Linked DNA regions of Mus musculus: region 1 is linked to region 2. Evidence: chromatin contacts called from public Hi-C data. All regions are on one chromosome and are shown on one strand. The core of a region is the stretch at or near the end of the contact, and the rest is flanking DNA. Distances in the headings are between cores, read along the strand shown. Region 1 overlaps Col27a1 (collagen, type XXVII, alpha 1). Region 2 has its middle 17 kb from the start of Gm11210.

Region 1 (3,209 bases), core at 19-2,518, 610 kb after region 2:
GCAGGTCCCTAAAGAGAGAGCATCGTGTTCCCAGAACCTCCATGCACATCCAGGAGATGAAGGCTCAGAAAGGACAGGCTTGGTTAGAAAGGAATGAGGGCTCAGAGCCGTTAGAGAACACATGCGCAGGCCAGGTCTGGCAGCTTAGTGCTTTTGGGAGTGGAGACCACACCCAGCCTCAGTGGCCTTTGCCAGACTCAGGGACTGCAGGAGACAGACAGGAGAGAGAGAAGGGAGAAAAGAAAGAACAAATGAGAGGGGATGGAGGACTAGAGAGGCAGGGAGGACTCTAGAGGGACTACAGAGGCTCAGAGTTGCCTGCCATAGCAGGATGGCTTTTTCCCATAACTCTGCCAAGGTAGCTTCCCCTCCTTTGGACCCCAGTTTGCCCCCAGGGCACCACAGTAGGGCTCTATTATCTAAGTTGGCACAGGATTGGAAGTGTGTCTGGGATCAACAGGCATATCTGGAAAACCAGGGCCCGGAGAGGTGCAGGGCGGGGGTGGGATCCTCTTATACTGTCCCATGTCCCCGTCTCTGAGTCCCCGTCCTTTGTCATCTGTCTCTCATATCCTCAAATTCTCTTCAGTTCCCTCCATTTTGTTTGCCTACAGGGACACAAAGGCATCACAGGACCCCTCGGGCCTCCCGGGCCCAAAGGCGAGAAGGTAGGTATTGCATCTTTAAGCAGTAGCTAGAGTCAAGGTCAGCTCTGGGGCTATGGGGATGGGGTCACATGGTGCAGGACATAGTATCCCTGCACTCATGGCTTTAGGGTCACCTGGCAGAAATGAACAGTTGTGCCACCACCAAGTCCCTGTTACTCCCCTATGCTTGTGAAAGGGACATTGGAACTACACAGGGAGAACTCACTCAGTGTGGGGAGGAGGGACACAGAAGAAGGAGAAGGCTCAGGAGGAGGGCCCCAGGGATGTGTGCCCTTCCATTAGGGCTCTGGAATTGGAAGAAACTATGGGGAGGTGCAGCAGGGAAAGCTGGGCTGGGTGTGAACACTGTTCACAGCAAGGAGCGCATGAGGGCCCGAAGGTATAAGGAATGGCTTTTGGGTCACATCTCCAGCAATGCCCAGTAGACCTGGAACCAGAACTCTGGGTTCCCCTGTCCTCCCTCCTCCTCCTCCTTCCGGTCCTCTCCCTCCTCGTGGCTGGAAGGCTTCCTAGCAGGCTGCATCCCTGCCTCCTTGTCCCTGGCCTCCCCAACCGTCCTTTCTTTTGCCGACTCAGCTTCCCACTAACTAAGTCCCGCTGTGGTGAGTCACACTGACTTGGCGTGCTGTCCTCCAGCCCCTCCTCCTGCCTGCATGAGTACAGATCTACAAGTCTAGCGTCCCAGGCCCTGGCATGGTCCCTGAGAGCCTGTAGGGAGCACACTCAGACCCTCTGCTCTCCTTAGCCATCATAAAGCTGCCAGGGATGACACAAACTCTGGGGCCAGGTGGAGACAGCACCCCAAGTGCCACTACCTAGGGTCAGAGGCAATCCCCACAATGTGGATTGGCATACAGTAGAGGGCCATGACATCACTAAGTGACATAATGCAGTAAGACTGCTGTCACATGCATAGCTCATTGTTGCTCTGTGGCTCATGAGTGCCCCACAATGAACAGCTGGCCACAGACTGGCCAGGGCTGGGGGGAGGAATGGGTTGCAAGGGAGATTTGTGGAAGTCCTGCTCTTTTCCCAGGATTTCCCTGTCATTGCTGTACAGAGCAGGTGGGTGAACCCAGCCTCTTGGTGCGTAAGGGCCAGCTCCCAGATAGCAGGTAAAGGGTGCTGCGGAGCCCTCTTCCTCTAGCCAGAACTCGACCCAGAGTGTGAGTCCAGTCTGTACTTGTGGCTAGGATCCTTTGTCTATACCAGTGGCCAGAGCGAGGGGGTCACAAGGTTCCTCCGCCTCCTTTCCCTAGTCTATAAAGTGGGGGTGAGGGAAACATTGCAGGGTTGCTGTAGAATCTGCAAGACAATATATAAAATGAATCTTGGCATGCCTAACAAAAGACTGTCTGGTCAACTCAAGTGCCCACCGGAGACTTTGAGGTCCCGTTGCCCTGTGCAGCTGCATTTCAGCCATCTGCAAAGCTGCCAAGAACTCATCCTACAGTTGGGCCAGGGCCTAAGGTGGCCTGCCGTGGCCGCAGGTCTCCACTGTAGTCTCTGCTCCTCTTTCAGCCTGCCCTAAGTGTCCATGTGGCATGTGGACACTGTTGCCACTATTACCTACAATGGTAGTTTTGACCGTTGGTCTCAGTCTGCCTGCCTACGGAGGCTGGCCTTCATCCCTGAGGAAGGCACCTTCCCGCCTGCAGTTCACTAACTCCCAGAGTGGCCTTTGCCTAATGCTGGTTCTGTGGTGTCCACAGGGGGACCAGGGCGAGGATGGCAAGACCGAGGGGCCCCCTGGGCCACCAGGAGATCGGGTAAGTTCCCGTTCTGTTCCCCCTGGCCTGCGGGTCAGGGCTAGGCTGCTGAGAACCCATGGAATGGGTGGCTCATGGTTATCCATTGCCCCTGTCCTTCAGGGTCCTGTGGGTGATCGAGGAGACCGTGGGGAGCCAGGCGACCCTGGATACCCTGTAAGTATCAGAGCTCTACCTTTGGGGAGTGTAGAGATAGTGGGAAAGGGGAAGCCAGTCTGGACTGGACACAGACTCCTGCCTCTGCCTGCCTTTCTTCACTAGTCATAAGGAGCAGAAAGCAGCCCACTATGAAACCAGGTTAATACCATGAAGGAAAGACCCAGACTCTCCTGAGGGTCCTCTCCTGAAGGTTTTGGGGACAGAAACAATCCACACAACTAACAGATTGGCTGACTTTCCTTCCAGCATGGTCCTGTGTAATGACTTCTTCTTGGGGGTGAAGGGACGGGGCTGGCTCAGTTTCCCCATTTATGTCTTCCTAGCAGAAGCAACTGCTACATTCCCCTCTATTCAAGCGGGACTTAGAGGGTCAATGATGTGGCCACCGGATTCCCCGGCCACTTCTGAGGGGCCCTCACCTGTCTCTCCTTCGCTTTCAGGGTCAAGAGGGAGTTCAAGGCCTCCGTGGAGAACCGGGCCAGCAGGGACAGCCTGTGAGTCCTGTGTCTTCTGCTATAAGCAGGGTGGAGCATCAGAAACAAGCTCTTTAAAAATTAGAAGGATCTGCCCTGTAGGAGGACATGAGGAAGCTCGGGGGCTTCCCTAGAGCCTG
Region 2 (2,967 bases), core at 253-2,752:
GCTGTTCTGTCTCCAAAGGTTCACGGGAAGTGGAATGATGCAGTTCCAGGTTTGAACCGTTGACGCTACTGACTTGCTCTAATGCTGGCCTGTCGCTATGGGGCCCCGAGCCTTATGATAGGGAAGACGTCGTGTACTTAGCTCTGGGGATGAAGGCCCAGTGAGCCAATGCATACAAAGGACTTGCCCTGGACCAGGCATGGAGCAGGGACTCCATATAGGTTGGAAGTCATTTTGCTGCCCCCAGGAGAGTGCTGAGTCTTGCTTCCCCAGGCCCCGGAAACCTAGCAGTAGGCCTAGCAAGTGAGCCCATTTGGCTTTGTAAACAGTAAAGGCCTTTCCCACCGTGGACCCTCATTAGGGCTGAACATTTGGGAAGCAGAGCTGTGTTTCTAGTTGAGAGCAAGGACATTTCTCAGGCTTCTTCCAGGCCTGAGCTGGAGGACCTGACACCTGAGGTCTAGGGAGGATTGCCAAGCCACTTCTTGTTTCTTCAAGTGGTTCAAAGCAGAGCTAGATCAGAGCTTAGGATGTCCACCCTGGCCTGACTCTCCCGTGACGACGTCTTGTGCTTGGAAAAGTGACTGGCCACACCCAGAGAATCACTGTCTTCTTTTTTGGGGGGTTTCGGGGATATAGCCATGAGCCAGACCCCTCTACCTTCCAAACCCCAAGTTGCCATGGAAACCAAAGTCCTGGAGAACAGAGTCAGGCAGATGGAATTCCCATTTCGGAAGGCCCCAGCGTTTCCGTGACTCATGCATGCCCTGGTTCCTTTGGCTGCAGAGTGTCTTCGGCTGTGTGGAGCAGCTGGAGGCTAGACTGGAGAGGCGCTGGGTTCTCCTGTCCTGGCCCCTCCTGGACTCTCAAAGGGGTGTTTGTATGTGTTTGGGCACACCCTCCTACCCCGTTAGGCTTTCATCCCCTCACCTATATAGGGTTGTTTAGGACTGCTCCTTGTCCAAGCAGTCTGGGCCGGGCAATGCAGGTCTCAGGCTGGGAAGGGCTTTTCTGAGCATCCTCTCACACAGTGAGGAAGACTGAGGCAAGCCAAGGCTCAGAGATACTTGGGAGTCAGCCTCCCAGGATTAGTCTTGGCTCTGCTCCCCCTAGTCCTGAACCTGTAAATGAGTCTCTTAGCCTCTCTGCCTCTGGGTGTATTGCATGCAGCTGTGCCAGTCATGAGCTGTGACGCCAAGCCAGCCTGTACGTATAGTCACCGTGGGGTGGTCCTGGCATGGGTACATGTTTCTTACATATAAGCTGTTTTATTGGCAATGGTATTTGGGCTCACAAGTGAATGACCCCGGGCCTGGGCTCTAACTTGGCCTGAGAGAATGGGCAGCTTTTCTTCTCAGGCCCCTGATTCTTGTGTAGCTAGCTGGAAGACATGATCAACATGTTCCCAGGAGTAAGCCAGAGGCATCCTGTCCCTGCATGGCTGCCCAGCCTTGGTCAGGCTGGGAGCAGCTGGGATCAGCTACAAGGGTGAGTAGGGAGGGCACAGCAGTTGCCACTCTACTGGGTCTCAGTTGGACTGCATGTGGGTGAGTCAAAGCCCTCTTGCTCAGACCACTATGTAAGCAACTTATTTTTCTGTGCTATCCTGGCCGGGGACATTCAGGGTCCCTAGCCTCCTCAGCCTGCAAGAAACCAGCTGGTGTAAGCTGCCATCCGTGGTCCTGAGCCCTTCCCTAGTTTTCTGCTTGCATTCTTTTCCTGACAAGGACTTAATTATTTCCTGAGGGGATGCTGGGAGGGCCTGGGAGCTTTTCAAAGGCTCCCAACTTCTGTCTGACCTGAGGATCCAGAAGCAGGCCTTTGGGTAGCCTGGGAGGGACTTTGGGCTCAGTGACTACCTGTAGGCTCTAAGATGCTAAGTCTCTGATAGACCTGTCTCCCAGCTCCATCCAGATATCAGGGTCAGACACAGCCAGGCCTGTTTCTTTCTTTTAGCTCTGGACCCTTACTTAAGCCACAGACCCTGGGACATACCTTGTTTGCTGTTGTCCTGCTTACAGTTGGCAACATCTGGCTTTGCCTGTCTCCTCCCTGGTTGGGTGAGTCAGGAGAAAGAAGTACCCAAACCTCCTGCCATGCGAGTGCCCCGGGGTGGGGAATCGCTAAAGAAAAGATGAGGGGCTATTTCAGGCCAGTTTAAAGAGAGGATGTTGTTGGTGGCAGACCAGCTCATAGATGAGAAGAATACTTCCCTCTGCACAGGCACACACTGAACACGGAGCGTGGCCCATGCCCCGTCTCTGCCCATCCGTCCTCCCAGCAGCCCAAGGCTGGAGCTAAGGACAACTTTTATTGCACAAAAGGGAAGAGAAGGGATGTGGGTGAGCGTGTTGCTGCTGGCAGGCACGAGACCCCAGTCCTCAATTCCCCAAACCTACCTTACACAGAGCTGGGGTGGGGCTGGAGCAGAGAAGACCCTAGAGGAGGCAGCTCAGTCTTTAGCCCTCTGGAAGACACGGGGAAGATGGAGAGATGAACAGGACCAAAGTGTCACCAAGCCTTTAGGTCTGTGTCTAGGGCTTGCTTTTTCTCCCAAGTCCTCCTGCGCCAGTGGCTGGTTCCATCCGAGGAGTTCAGTCCACTCCAGGCCAGGACCAGAGTGGCTAGGAACTGGCCCTCTGGATGCTGGTGGACCTGGGTTGAGTCATGTTCATGTACTTCTGTACTGTGTGGCCTTAGGCAAGTGCCATCACCTCTCTGAACCCCTGATCCCTCGTTTATGAAGAGAAAGTGATCCTAGGTCTCTACGCATGAGAACGGGTGTGAGACTTGTGCAGACCAGCTGATGCTCTGTGTCAGTCGCCGCTAAGGGACTTTGCGTACGTGGTGTCCCTGCCTGGATGCATGTCACCCTGTGCCTTAGTGTAGCAATGATGATGGCACAGTTAATATGGGTGGAGGTTTAACTTGCCCGGCTTTTCTGCTCAGTGAAGAGTCGCCATTCTA

The links. A called contact is a pair of places that touch in the nucleus more often than the background predicts.
Region 1: a contact with region 2 is called in a Hi-C map of muscle stem cells, with 3 times the contacts expected there. The contact joins two enhancer-like sites. A contact is called at or near these places in 2 of 484 Hi-C or Micro-C datasets (muscle stem cells and palatal mesenchyme).

The regions. Positions count from the first base shown.
Region 1 is chr4:63,314,948-63,318,156 of GRCm38.p6, forward strand. It overlaps Col27a1 (collagen, type XXVII, alpha 1), which reads left to right. Exons shown (of 61, transcript NM_025685.3): 41 at 615-668; 42 at 2,381-2,437; 43 at 2,540-2,593; 44 at 3,037-3,090. Among named protein-coding and RNA genes, the nearest start is that of Orm1, 28 kb to the right of the region's middle. Within about 2 kb of position 1,269, at least 81 of the 459 cell types and tissues checked have an H3K27ac peak or open chromatin away from gene starts, as enhancers often do. A contact at or near this core is called in muscle stem cells and palatal mesenchyme, where this site is marked.
Region 2 is chr4:62,704,464-62,707,430 of GRCm38.p6, forward strand. No RefSeq gene overlaps it. Among named protein-coding and RNA genes, the nearest start is that of Gm11210, 17 kb to the right of the region's middle. Within about 2 kb of position 1,503, at least 75 of the 459 cell types and tissues checked have an H3K27ac peak or open chromatin away from gene starts, as enhancers often do. A contact at or near this core is called in muscle stem cells and palatal mesenchyme, where this site is marked.